3 separate regions of the Zea mays genome follow, and all the other regions are linked to region 1. Evidence: chromatin contacts called from public Hi-C data. All regions are on one chromosome and are shown on one strand. Each heading gives the region's core, a stretch centred on a gene start, on an enhancer-like site or on the middle of the called end of the contact. The rest is flanking DNA. Distances are from core to core; before and after follow the strand shown. Region 1 holds the start of LOC100381565. Region 2 holds the start of LOC100282904. Region 3 holds the start of LOC103643997 (protein LIFEGUARD 2).

Region 1 (4,791 bases), core at 1,034-3,533:
GGGTTCGTCGGGGGTGGGTTCTTCTAGGTAGACGCTACCCATCTCCCTTGACTGACTAGCTGACCCTAGTTGTTAGACGCCTTTTCCCAAGTGTGCTCGTTGACTGATGGGCCCCAGGAACTGGGGACCGTATCCCGACAGTGGGACCCAACCCTAGCGGTGGAGACAAGGGTCTAGAGTGATCACGGACATAGTGAACAAGGGCCTCACTGTTAGCCACAATCCTAGGACCAAGCTTCATTCCGTCGCTCTCGACACCACGCCGACCACGTCGACAGAGTTGCACCCCAACCCAGCAGCACGAGCTAGCTTGCGAATGACGTGGACATGAAGAAGCACCTCAGTGCGGGGAGAGGACAACGTTGTCGCGAACGACCTTCTGGACCTTTGGGGAGCAGGAGTGCAGGGCGTCGATTATAGCTTTGCGTTCAAAGGCCTTTGAAGCAGCACGAGTGAAGTTGTTTGCGTTTTGGGCAACAAGGCAATTGCTTTTGCGACTTGCGAGAGGGACAATGATTTTTCCCGGCACAGAGATGGATTGCACGCACGAGCGAGTGCTGGGCCTGGTTCTGGGCATCAGAGGTTTGGCCACTTGGTAGAGGGGACGACATGGGGTGGGGTGGGGAAGTCTAGCGAGACAGTGTACATGTCACAGGGTTGTTTCGAGGCGTTGGCAGGAGCGGGCTGCACGAGAGTGGTTTGCATGACTTGCATGGGGGTAGATGCGACTTCGTGGTGAATATAGTTTCAATAGTTGATGATTAAGGACATCGATGCCAAGGTCAAATATGGATTTGTGGTAGACATTACTGTTAACAACAACCATCTATGTTAGTTTTATTAATCTTGAGATCAACCATATATGTGGAAAAGACTGTTTAGGGTTTTTGAGATAACATTTTTTGAAGTATAATATTAAGAATGGCCACTTGAGAACCGTACATGAGAAGTATATCATATTGATAATGGAACTTTTATGTGACCCAAGGAGACATGGGTTATTGTCTATTTGTAATTATTTTATTTGGACAATGCCTTATGTCTTGTTATGTGTACATGCTTCTATAGGGTTTTACACAATTAAACCCTTCCTATTATTCTGTAGAAACATGTCTAGATCATTGATCTTATAGTTACCTAATCACACTGCCCCCTTATGTCTCCTCTCAATAATATATACCATGCATCGTATTATCTCTATCAACTTTTAAAACCATTTCCCATATTTCTGCCTTATTAGTGAATCATTTTCCATCTTTGCTACCTAGTTCCATAAGTTTTCTATGCCAATGTTAAACACTGATATTATCCTGTAACTCTACTTCATGCCTCGTGGATCTACAGTAATTTACAACATGATTCCTGTCTCAGGGTAGCATCAGACAATTCATTTCCTTATGTGACTTATAGCGCCACTCTTACTCAAACTTTGTTTCTGATAACTAAATCTCTGACTATCTTTAAGATCGAAGAGCGGTTTCTAACAATCTAGGTCTAATGTTGAAAAGGCGCCTAAGACTAGGATCGACAAATGTCTCGTTTTTCTACTCATCATGTTCGATGGGTTCGAGATGATGATGGAATATAAGATCCATATGATCTTGCCTCTTTTTTTGTAATTAGAGTTCATTTAGTCTGATATGATTAGACCCGACAAAAAGGTAGGATTGAATGAGTCTCCAAACTAGATACTTTTTTATAATTTTGCAGTCATTTATCTATTTCAACAACATATACTAAATATGACACTTATCGAGAATAAGTACTTAGGGCTTGTTTGTTTTGTGTCTAACTGTGCCACACTTTTTCTAATTGAATAACTAACCTTAAACAAAAAAGTTAGACAAAATGTGCCAAGGTAGACAGGGAACCAAACATGTCTTTAATATATATATATATATATATATATATATATATATATATATAAAATAAAGCAAAAGGAAAATAAATTATCTTGACCATGAACATTTCCCTCTATTGTCACTCACCAAACACCAAATAGGCATCCCGACGAAAGGGAGATATTCATCACGCTTTGGAGCCGGGAGCCAATAGCTATCCTATGCCAAAGTCGATAAAGATAGAATGTAAACACGCACGAACAAAGACAAGGTCATAGTATTGTTACCTACAAACAAAAATAAAAGTAAAAGGAGAAAAAGAAAATACTAGGGAAACGTAGCAAGCAACCAGGCCGCAGGGCGCAAGGCTCAAGCCTCAAGCCAACAACCGAATAGAGAGAGCAGAGGACGCACTACAAGGCCGCACAGACGGAGCAGAGCAGCTAGAGGAGAGAGGCGGCGTCGCGGCGAGGTGGAAGAGAGAGAGAGAGAGAGAGTGGTGAAGGTGCGTGGGTTAAAAAGAGGAAACAAAAAAGAAAACGAGCGAGGCAGAAAACACAAGCAAAGAGACGACAGCAAAAATAGGAGGCCGGAGGCGGGCGAGGAACGTGAATAAAATATCATTCGGAGAAACAAGAGAGGCCGGGGAATCGCGTCGGAATTCCGGCGAATCGGCGGGATCCGGCCGGGATCTGCGCGCCGGATGAGGGGTCGGCACCATGAAATGGTCCACATTACTCAGTAAGGTCGTCTTCGCCGGCGGCCAGCAGCAGCAGCCGCCACCTCCGCCGTCGCCGCCGCCGGAGTCTCCGTTCCACGGCCAGCAGGCGGTCCAGGACCTCGCCACCCCGAGGCTCAGCTCCGCCTCCACCGGCGGGGACGAGGGCGGCTTCGACGCGGCGGCCGGGAGCTCGCCCTCTGCCGCTGCGTCCTCTGCCAGGTGGGTCCCCCAGCCGAGTCTAACGCCTCTCTTCTCTCTACTGGTCTCGCGTTGTCTGAATCAAATCCTGTGTCTGGTCTGGTGATGCCAGCTCCGATGCGATCCCGTTACTCCCGTTTTCCGGGTTTAGCAATGGCTGTCGGATTTAGATTGGGAGAGGGTTCGATCGCAGATGCTTGCCTTTTCGTTTCATCTTCCCGCCCTTGTCTGTTTGGTGATTCAGTTGGTAGATGCGGGATTATGTGTTGTATTAACGTTTTGACTCATAGGATTGATATCAGTGAATGTTTTTTAGCTCGAGCTTGGCGATAGTGCTGCAGTGATGCTCGACTAAGATTGTGCCTTGGAGAGAAATGATGCCGGACTAGTACGGTGGTTGCGCGAGTCGGTAGCTGCATAGTCAATTTTATGATCTGTATGCCACGCCTGAAGGCTACGGCCCTTGTCCTTTTGGTTTGTCATGCTTTTGTAGAACAACGGGGCTTATGTGTTTTTGCATTTCTCGTAGCAGAGAAAGTGGAACTTTTAGCAGTCTTGTTTGGGGTGAACTTCATGACTCTGGTTTGCTTCATGTGCCGATTTATGTTTGAACTGGGATGCTGTAAGATGATTGGGGCACATGCCATTCTAAGTTTGTGTGAAGTTCGGTTGACTGTGTTACATTGTTTCTCGAGTTACCATGCTGCTAGGGATACACTCCTTCATTGATTTTTCGGTTAAATTTCCTGTGTTAGAGCAGTGACTTATTCATACACTTGCCATTATACTATCCTTTGCCTGAACGAACTATATAATCACTTGGTAAAGGGACAAATACTATGGTAATAATTGTTAGTTAAGTTTGTTATCAGCTATCTTTTCTTGGACACTGTATAGTACTTGGAGCTGATAACAAAAGTATGTTCCTCTTATAGGTTTCTATTTACTTTTTTTCCTGCTAATCTCTTCAAGCTAACTCATGTACGTGTATGGATCACATTCTCACATGGGTATATGCAGCATAGGTTATGTTCCTGTATTCTAGATTTCAACAATTAAATCAAGAATTTATGTCCATTTAGGAATTTGGTTCTGCTATTTTAAATGAACAATATATGCTTCTGCAAAAAATCTTCATGTTCTCCATCTTAACCAAGGATGCAAGTGGGTCTCTGATGGTGTTTTGTGGGTCAGCTAGCTGAGTTCACGTCTCCCCTTAAATTAATTAATTGGCATGCAATTCTAGTTCATTTTAGCAAGTTTGGATTGACCCAATGACCCAAAAACATGTGGGACTTACATCCTTAATCTTAACATTATTTCTCTTGTACTCAGGGGGAGAAATGAATTGGAGTCGGACTTTAGGAGATTATGGGAAGAATTTCGCTCTTCCAGCTCTGAAAAGGTACCATGACACTTGTTTTTATTTTTTTCACCATAAATCAACAATAAGACCTCGTGAGCTGATTCTTGCCTTGACATTGTGTTCTGTTTTTCTCTCTGCAGGAGAAAGAAAGGGCCTTAAATTTGGCTGTAGATGTCTTCTGTAGGCTAGTGAAGCAGTATTCTAGTGTAGCTCAATTAGTTACAAAGTATGAGTCTTTACAATTGCACACACCACTTCAATAAGTTATTATGCTGTTACATTACATTTATTTCAGTGAGTTCATGTCTACTCACTATTTTGTAAAACTGAATAATGGTCTTCTATTTTTTTCCATCATAATTTCTACAGGTTAGTAGAAGGACATATTTTTTCTTTTGTTATTGGAAGAGCTTTTGTTACTGATGTGGAGAAACTAAGAATCCACAGCAAAGGAAGACCGCTGCGTGTGGCTGATGTTATTGGCTTCTTTTCGGATACCACAGAGGTTTGTTCTTATATTATTTATCTAGTGCAGTTTCTGGGTTCCATGTGGTCAAACACTCTATTAACTTGTTGGTTCCGTGATCCAGCTTGGTATATGTCCAGGATCAAATTTGTTGTACGCAGTCGAAGTGCTTGTGACTGAGGTTAGTGAAATTGCTACA
Region 2 (4,791 bases), core at 1,604-4,103, 440 kb before region 1:
ATAACAGCAAACCTGAGCCGTCAATACCAAGAAATTTCAGCCATCAAAACCTTGCAAACCATCACACATATGGCGAACTGAAGTAGTCATCACTACGATGAACAATCACTTCTGATATTTACAACGTTCAGAAATCAGAACCAGTTAATCCGTTCACATAATCACATGAAAACTAGTGTCATCAAGAAATGAAGAGAACACATATTAGCATACTGATGATGCGAAACTCTCCAGTTTCCACGCCTTGATGAAATTGTACATCTCTCAAGACCAGATATAGATATGGTTCCTGTCGGAGGTAGCAAGAGCTCCTAGTCCGCACCATGCACTTGCCAGGACGGGTGAAGAATGACCCTCTAGGATGGTCGGCGTTCCATTCTTCAGCCTCGACCATATGTAAACAGATCCATCAGAAGAACCAGCAGCGATGCAGTTTTCGTCGGGGCTAATAGAAGGTTTGCCCCAGCTGCTCACCACTCTGTTGCCCATGGCCCTGAATGTTCCACAAATCTCCAGCGTTCTAACATCAAAAAGGTTGTGCACGTTATCTCTCCCACTTGTAAGAACGAAATTCCTGCTCCGTGACACGCAGACCGAGGTGACATCCAGATGAGCAGCTATCTGTGTGGTGCATTTCCCACTGCGGATATCCCACAGCCGAAGATTCCCATCCCTGTGACCCGAACAGATGGTGTCACCATCGATGAAAGCTAGCGAGTTGGGGTTGCTCGCGGACATTATGGTGCTCTTGCAGAAACCTGTCTGTAGATCCCAAACCTTGATAGTACGGTCACTGGATGAACTAGCAACAACAAAGCTCTTCACCCAGCTTGCATCAACAGAAGAAACATTTTTCGTGTGACCAGTCAGCGTGTGGCGAGGACGTCCCCCACTGACTTCCCACACAAACAGCTTGTTGGAGCTACAGGCAGCGATCACAAACTTGTTATCGTTGGTCACGGCAAGATCATTAACAGACCCCAAGCAACCATGTAGGGTGGCGGTCAAAGCGCCAGTAGATGCACCCCATATCTTAACAGTTTGATCCTGACCCCCACTAATTAGCTTGTCTGAGTTATGCTCAAACATCAAAGCTCCACACCCACCATCATGAGCACGGATAGTTATTGTGCATGTTGATGGGATTGGCGTTTCTATGTAACCAGCTTCAGAACGCCGTATGATGCCATCAGTTTCTTGCTGTGCATTAAGTTGTATACCACCAACTCCAGCTGTCTTTAGCTTTAGAACCATCTCCTCATACATCGCATTGGCCTAGACAATTATTTTACAACCATTAAAGCACTAACTTATACATGCAAGTGTTATATGGGTACAGTTTTTAGCTTAAATATGGGGCAGATATTTCAAGGCTGGTGTAAGAAGGTCACTTACAAGGATACACTTCGGCAATCAACGCAAATTATAGAATTAAATTAACAAAATTCTACCAAGAGAAATATTCTCCTTTGGAACGCAGGAATTTTATATGAATGATATAGGAATTTCACAGGAATTAGTTCAAAAACACAGGAAAAACGCAGGATTCAGGAAATTTTCCTTTGTTTCAAAAGAGCCCGTACTGTTGTTTGTATCATTATGGTATGATAAGCATCCATGTTTTGATGTATCTAAAATTCTCCATTGGTTATTAGAGTATAATTGCAATTATGAATTATGATAAAGGAATATACATTGGCAATAGGTAAAGTTAATTTGTCTACCAGGCTCAGTAGGCAAGCCACAAGCATAATGCTTGGAAAGTCCCTTATTTCAGATATCACATATTGCAAACCTGCATTTTTAGCAATAGAAGGAAAATAAGGTACCTCATTGAGCCTCTCGGCATCCTTCATCTTCTCTAGCATCCATCGATCAACCAGATTTTGGTTCTCATCCTCTGCAGCTTTTAGTTTCGTCAATGCTTGTTCAAGCTCGGATTTCACTGTCTGATGCTCTTGAATGAGAAGATCTAAGGCTTTTATTTTTTCGTCAAGCGACTGCTTTAGTTGTACATTCTCTTCGCTGAAGAAGTTTTGCACAAGTGCTAAGTACCATGTTGTCCACAACTGTGACCAAGATTAGCAAAAATAAATCACATTTAATACCTTGTCTTCTCAAGTTCAGCCTGCAAACTTGTAACCATCGCTTCCTTCTCTTTGAGCAGTGCTTTTGATACTTTACCTTCTTCTATCTCAGTCACAAGCTGCTCAGAGAGCCGGGATTGCGCCTTGTAGCATTGCTGCAGCTCTAACTCATGCTTCTCAGCCTTCTCCTTCCACTCCAAAGCCTACAAGGAGTTAACAAAACAACCTCTCCTTCACTAAACACCCAAATTACCGTCCAAAATTCTCGAAAAAAATTCGGGATATCCTGGCGATACAAACAGTTGAAATCAGTAGGCTAAGTAATATGATCAGTGACACACATTCGTTTGCAGACTTCAAAGTACGATCAAACAGGGGAGGAGTAAAGTGCAAGATTGGGAAAAGTAGGGAGAGGAGAATAAGAGATTGGCCTCACGTGGGCGGCGAAGGGACGGGTTAGCGCCTCGATGGCCGGGCTGTGCGCCCCTTCCTCGGCGAGATGCCTCCGTTTCAGCGACCGCAGGGCGCGCCGGATCGCCGCCCTACCAGCCTCGGCCTCGACCATCGTCCTGCACACACCCGGCAACAACAGCAAAGCGACCCCTCGTGTCAGGCAAACAGCAAAGAAGAAATAAACTGCGTTAGCTGCCGAGTTGAAGGATTCCAAACATTCTCCCGTGGATTTCGGCAGCAGCCGTGCGTCCGGTGGCTCCAGTTCTCGGCCAGGGCGCCTCGGTTCCGGTCTTCCTTGAAGACTAGACGAAACTAGAAGAAAGAGGAAGACGAGAGCGGAGGCGGCGTCCGGGCCTGCAAGTGGACTTGGACTCGTGCTAGATAGCGTGGGCCCGTACATGGGCCTTTGGCCCAAGCCCAAAACATGGCCCTTTGGGTCCGATGGTTCGTAAGGAATATTCCGGGCTTGGGGGCCACGCATAGTTTCTTCTCCGCTTCCTCCGCTGCCTCGCTTTCCGGCGAAAGTATCGGCCGCTGCGTCCTCCACACCTACCCCACAGGCGCATTGTTCGGCTGTTTCCGTCTCCCCGAACGGCCGAACCCTGTCGTTTGCCCGGGCGCCTCGCTGTCGTCGAGTCTGAACCGTGCTGCGTCGCGGAGGGAAGTGAGTGACATAGAGATAGGGGAAAAGGAAGATCAGATATAATGGCGGTTGCCGTCCTGTTGCGGCAGAGGGCGCTCTCGTCGCCCCACGCGGTCTCATGCCGAAATGGTTCGTACTGCCTTGAGCGGTTGGATCCTTGGGCGTTGCGTATGATAGCTGGTTGGTTTGTTTGTTCTTTTGGTTGGGGTCGGGTGCCATGTGTTCGGTAGAATGCCAAAACCAAGCGCGCCTACTGCAGACATTACCGAACAGTGGTGGTATAGTCTCTATTCGCAGGTTATCAGTAGCATAACTATGTTGTGTTTCATATCTGATTGCATAAATGAGCAGTTGGAAAAGGCGATACTTTTCCTGCTGGGTTGTGATTGTTGTTTTCTTTTCTCTTTTGATGAATATACCATAGCTCTGGAGAAATTTATAATACTAGGAACAAGAAATTGTGGTCCTAATTATGGTGTATGTATGACATGTATGGAATGGACAGCACAGTGTTGCATCATGGTTATGCTATTGTTTCGTACTTCTTTGTATTGTGCTTGATTTTTTTTTGATGGTAACAGGAGGGGGTGAGGGCTCCTCTACTGGATAGATTAAAGAGCAAAAATTTTATTTACAGACATTATGAAAAAGGATAAAGGAAAAGAGAGAAAGAAAGTAAAAATTACACGCCCAGCTATTTAACCACGCTGGCATGACATTCTGATGTGCTTAAATATTTGCTTTAGTACTTCACCTTGTTCCAGTGTCAAAGCATCTGGTGGTTCTATTCATTAGACATTGTTCTTACATATCTGAATTGTTTTTCTGTCTAACAAAGCTCCATGCTCTGTACAGCTGTATATACTAGTGGCCTTTTTTCCAATTCCGATCTACACTCAAAGGTGAATTCTACTAGTTTGAGATTTTGGAGGACCTACCATAATTCTGGGAAGTTTGATTTGACTGATCTGACGTAAGAATCAATATGTATCCTGTTGACCTGTGTAAAATTCAAGCCTTTTCCATGCATATTCAAATTTGGGTGCATAAATTTCATGCATTTTGTACCATACATTCAACACAATCCATTTCTTTACCCCTAACTAACCTTCCAGTCTGGGATGCTGTGACCCAGCATTATTCACTATAACAAAAAAATGAAGTCCAATTCATAGTTAGTTATTATTACTGGCTTGAATTATGTGTACAGTTCAAAATAACCGGGACCGGGATGCACTTATATTGTAGTTCATTTAGTTCTCCCTAGCAATGATCATGCCTTTTCTTTTATTGGAATGGTCCAATGTCTATGCTGAAAGGGTAATGTGAACCTAAAGGTTTTTTTTCGCATGCTAGCGTGCAGCATACTATCTTCTCATTTATTTTCCCATGTAAACTTCAATTAAGCTGTGTGCTACTTTGGACAACAGGCATCCTCATATGTGGTACCCGAAAGCTCGAGAAAAGAAGCGTAATGTGTTTTTACATGTTGGCCCTACAAATAGTGGGAAAACTTATAGTGCTCTCAAGAGGCTAGAAGCAAGCTCTTCAGGTACTATTTTGACCATCCTGTACTAAAGAACGTACTGTTATCATGGTTGCTGAGTT
Region 3 (4,791 bases), core at 610-3,109, 380 kb before region 1:
GCATTCTTTTGGGTACGATCGTTCCGAAAACAGTAGCACTTTCTTTGGGACCAGGCGATCAGTATACAAAGTTCGTTGCTACGGACACATTTACAAGTGCAGAAAGTCACGAAAAACATAAGAAAACGTTAGAGAAGGAAGACTGCCTGGGCCCTGGGCTTCTAATGGGCCGGCTCTGAGGATGACTCGGATATTCAAATGGAATATTAATTGCAGCAGGGCGCCCGATCAAATATTATGAAAAACACTACTATCATTTATTGATAATATCACTAGATTAATCAAAATATATTTTCATACAAATAAAAAGGTTAATGATATAATGTTTTATATAAAGGCTCGAACTTGCTTGGTTATTTTTTCCGACTCGAGACGAGGTTTTCATTCTTTTCGAGTACTCCCACTCGGGCTATGTACCTCAACCTCACGCTAGAGGGGGGGGGGGGGTGGGGGGGGGGGGGGGGGGGGGGGGGAGAGCAAAAAGAAGAATTAAGATGACAAAAAATATATACACCAGTTAGAACCACCAAGTTTCGTTAAACAATCTCGGCAAGCAAAGCGACGGTCATGGCCAAAACAATTATTTCACTTTACGGGCTGATTGTGATCAGGGATCACCCTGGCTGCCTCCCTGGTCACCAAACCAGCTCTGCTCTACAGAGTAATATTCCAGCAGATATCAAGTGAGGTAGGGCAAGGCACATTCCAACACCCTCTGGCTGCGCCATAGGCAGCTGTCAGGTACCTCGTAGCCGTGCTCACGAATCCGCCGCCCGGAAGAGCGTGACGAGGGAGAGGAAGAGGTTGATGACGTCGAGGTAGAGCGCGACGGCGGCCCAGACGTACTCGTCGTAGGAGTAGCGCTTGATGAGGTTGTCGGTGTCGTAGATGATGTAGCCGCAGAAGACGAGCGCCGCCAGCCCCCCGTAGATCATGAGCGAGATGCGGCCGAGCGGGAAGAAGAGCTGGATGAGCGCGAACAACATGAGGATCATGACGGCGGCGAACAGGAACGGGCCCAGGAAGTTGAAGTCGTGGCCGCGCTTCGCCGCCCAGAAGGTGTACGCCGTGAGGCTCAGCACCACCACCGCCGTGAGGACCGCCGACTCGAGGATCACCTCGCCTTTGGTGAAGGCGCAGGTGAGGCCGACGGCGAAGCTGATGGCGACCGTGAAGAGGCCGAGCAGCAGCAGGTTCACCGGGTGGCGCTGGTAGTAGTAGTACAGGGGGCACAGCACTGCAGGACGTACGTGCGAACGCACGGGAGCAACGAGTCAGCTTCGTTCGTTTCCATCAATCAGAGCAAAGCCGAAACCGAAGCGAATCGAGCCAGAGTCGTGCGTACCTATGAACGGGAGGATGATGAGGAAGATGTAGAGCCCGAAGCCCGCGGCCGTGGAGACGAAGAAGAGCGCGACGGGGCGGACGTACACGACGACGGCGGCGACGGCGACGGTGAGCAGCATCTGGATGGAGAGGATGCTGTAGACCTTCCGGATGAAGGCCCAGCGCAGGCGCGGGTCCTCCAGCATCATCGGGTACAGCGGCCGCGCTGCCTGCCCCGTCTCCGCATCGCCGGCGTACCACTCCGGGCCCTTCGGCGGCGGACGGAAGTACATCCTTCTAATTCTCCTCTTCCTCCGCCTCCTCTGTTCCTCGGTCACCGCCCTCTGCCCGTGTATAGGAAACGCGGCTGGCACTCGGACCTCTCACGGTCACGGCTTCTTGTTCTTGGTCGCTGTCGTTGTGCTTGTGCGCTGGTGGTTGTTGCGCTGAACGGCTTGCCAGGCGGGGAGGTGTTTAAAGGAGGCGCGGAATAGAGGGGCCAACCCAATGCCGGAGAGCGCAGGATGGCGCGAGAGAGGGAGTGAAGGTTCGCGAGGATTCCGTCCCTTCGGCGGTGCGGGTGGTCCGACGTGGCGGGGACCGGAGGCTGACACGTGGGGCACTGGTGCGCGGACGGCATTCTAATCGCGTGTCTGTCTGTCTGTCTGGTGGACTCTGTCTGATTTCTTGAAGGGAGGAGAGTAGAGAACGGGGCCGGAACTCGGAAGTGATACCCCCATTGCTTTTATTTTTGCTTAGCAGGCCGGGGTATCTCCGCAAGCCCGCAACAGGCCAACAGCCAACAGGCAACTGGCATGCGTTTTCTTCTGTGGCTCGCCCGTGCTTTCTAGTTTGTCCAGCCTAATTTATCGGGGTCTCTCTTGGGAATAATAATGGGTATCTAAAATCTGACTACTCGGTTGGTTTTATTCGATATAAAAGCGGACACGGAATGTTTTTTTACTCGTGGATATTTTAATAAATAAGAACATCTACCCATTGATAGACGGATATGGGTTGGTACTACACATACCCGTCTACCTATATGTACAATATACTCGTATCAATACCATTATAACCATCTAATAGAATTCATCTTAGCTAAAATAAAACATTTCTCTAGCTATTATTTATCTAGCTAACAAGTTATGTAATCATATCATTTGTTATATGTAAAGTTAAACTTATTTTTTATGTTTATTTAATATTTTGAGTGATTGATATATTGGAATTTAAGACTTTTCTAATGGGTATGGTTTATCCAACAGGTAAAATTACCCGTGCGGGTACGGTATCGGGATCTATCTTGGCAAAGCAAAACATAAGCAACAGTAGATACGGTAATATCTGGGAACCGTTATCATCGTCAATGTGCCCGTGGCTCTTATACCGTGCTTCAGTTTATCCGTATAATCACCTAAAATACTGTTTTTTATAATAGAGTTTAGATATAGATATAAAAATGAATACATTATAGAGATAGTCGTAAATGGTTGTATAGTTTCATGTTAAGGAGTTTTCACCTTTTACTGGCTTCACATGCCAATTTTAATTTTTTCATACATGACTTCCGGGCTCCAGCAAACGTCAGGAAGGGACATGCAGCACCGACACCAACTCGGCACTGGGCTCTCTCTCTCTAACAGATGCGTAGAAACGTCCTCAAACCGCATATAGGGAGGGAGAGCACTGTATCAACCGCATATAAGGAGCTAGCTGAGCTCGGCGGTCGGCCTCCGCAGCGAGTGCGGTGAGCTGCTCTCTACGCCCAGCGAGCGTCTGCACGGCACGCGCACTGGAGAAGATGAGCAGTACACATCGAAGGCGAGCACCGGCTTGCTAGCCGCGGTGTGCAGGCGTGGTGTTTGATAAAATGCCAATGCCAGGTGATGTAGCAGGCACACCCCAACTGTTGGAAAAAAAACAATTAAATATATGTGGTAGTTCATATAGGAGAGATAGGTGGGGGGGGGGGGATTTTAGGAGATATATTGAATGTAATGGTGAAATCTTTTAAGGGAATGTATTAAAATATAGTAGAAAGTATAGATATCGTCTCGTTCTCCGACTAGTGAGTTGGGTGCAACACCCTCATCGTCAACAAAAGAAGTTAGCAATTCTTCTTTTTGGCAAAACGCATCGACCTAGTCGTCTTCAAATCAATAACCAGCAATGCAAGTAGTATGTAAAAGTTTCCTAGGGTTTACCTTGTGAACTACCCACCATGCTTCTAACTTTGGGCTTGGGTATGATATATAGTACATCTGCTCGCAGTGGTGTGCAACGATAAAATTGTTATGGCCTCGAAGTCGTTCCTTGTGCTTGAGTTCAGTTATGCCATATTGATTTTGTCTAATCACATTACAGGTATCGAACCAATCACACACAAAGAATACCACTTTTAGAGTTTTGTTCCTACAAAATTAAACTCAAGAATGTTTTGAATTACATTATAATAACTAGTTTATGTATCATGTGCATCGATTGTTATAGTCACAACTCCAGTATTATATGTGGCTGCATGAGGACGAGAATCTTTTAGGCAGAACAAAAATAAAAGCCATTCACATCGTATCGACCAAATATTCTATAAGTCACTGTCCCATAAAAATAGTTATCTCAAGTCCTGATGTATGTTTGGGGTCTTTGTGCACTGAAAATGATACAAAGTTAAATGACAAATACTACCTCACTAAAAAGGTTAAATGACATCAAACTGAGAGATATAAAGAGTTTACATGATCCTAAAACCAATCAACAAAATTAGCATGAGAACGAACTCTTCCCTTGTAGCGGGGTTACATTTGTCTATGTCCCAGTCTGGTAAGGTCGGCCTCTGTAACCCGGTTTTTGGCGCCATCCAAGGCCCAGCCTTGTTACCGCCCTTATGAACATGGTCTCGGGTGAAACATGTATCCCATTGCGAAGGAAGAGTCAGTCCTCATCCATCGGTCCCTTTTCCTGTTTACGCATGTTGATTCTTTTTACCCCATTTCGGGATCTAAACTTCCTGTTGTACTCGAGAAAACCGAATAATAGTGCCTATTACTGCACCTGGTTTGGAACATCATTTAACGACGAATAAGGATTCGATCACCGAATATTTAGCCCATGAAAAGGGCCACATTCTCAGGGATGGTCCGGGGCCATGTAGTTGCTTAAGCCTGGTCCTGTACACTAAGCCAATACACTCCACCACCCTAGAACAGCTAACCGAGTACCTCGGAATGAATACTTAGATGTTTGAACCTCATCCGAACATAGGAGATGCTCCAAACTAGGATCGGCTAGAATAAGAACTACTATTACATTGAAGGATTATTTGATTAATTATAGCAGCACCCGAAGCGGGATCTGATTTCTAATCACATTCATGAAACATGGATTATGTTTCTACCTTGTCACCCGGTTTCGGGATTGTAGGAAACGGGTGACGCCTAAGAGGGGGGGGGGGTGAATTAGGAC

What was found. Hi-C and Micro-C count contacts between places; a contact is called where the count stands out from the background.
Region 2: a contact with region 1 is called in a Hi-C map of endosperm, with 2.7 times the contacts expected there. The contact joins the promoter of LOC100282904 here to the promoter of LOC100381565 in region 1. A contact is called at or near these places in 7 of 25 Hi-C or Micro-C datasets (bundle sheath, ear, endosperm and 1 more).
Region 3: a contact with region 1 is called in a Hi-C map of ear, with 2.5 times the contacts expected there. The contact joins the promoter of LOC103643997 here to the promoter of LOC100381565 in region 1. A contact is called at or near these places in 4 of 25 Hi-C or Micro-C datasets (ear, leaf and tassel).

What each region holds. Positions count from the first base shown.
Region 1 is chr1:281,902,839-281,907,629 of Zm-B73-REFERENCE-NAM-5.0, reverse strand. LOC100381565 reads left to right here and starts at 2,283. Exons shown (of 19, transcript NM_001361447.1): 1 at 2,283-2,781; 2 at 4,096-4,165; 3 at 4,267-4,352; 4 at 4,496-4,631; 5 at 4,717-4,773. The coding sequence starts at 2,561.
Region 2 is chr1:282,345,006-282,349,796 of Zm-B73-REFERENCE-NAM-5.0, reverse strand. It overlaps LOC100282904, which reads right to left and starts at 2,853. Exons shown (of 4, transcript NM_001371887.1): 1 at 2,524-2,853; 2 at 2,109-2,290; 3 at 1,830-2,025; 4 at 95-1,275. The coding sequence starts at 2,652. The coding sequence ends at 265. It overlaps LOC100273495 (ATP-dependent RNA helicase SUV3, mitochondrial), which reads left to right and starts at 2,996. Exons shown (of 17, transcript XM_008667183.4): 1 at 2,996-3,312; 2 at 4,039-4,156; 3 at 4,614-4,735. The coding sequence starts at 3,246.
Region 3 is chr1:282,282,596-282,287,386 of Zm-B73-REFERENCE-NAM-5.0, reverse strand. LOC103643997 (protein LIFEGUARD 2) reads right to left here and starts at 1,859. Exons shown (of 2, transcript XM_008667181.4): 1 at 1,346-1,859; 2 at 485-1,237. The coding sequence starts at 1,619. The coding sequence ends at 759.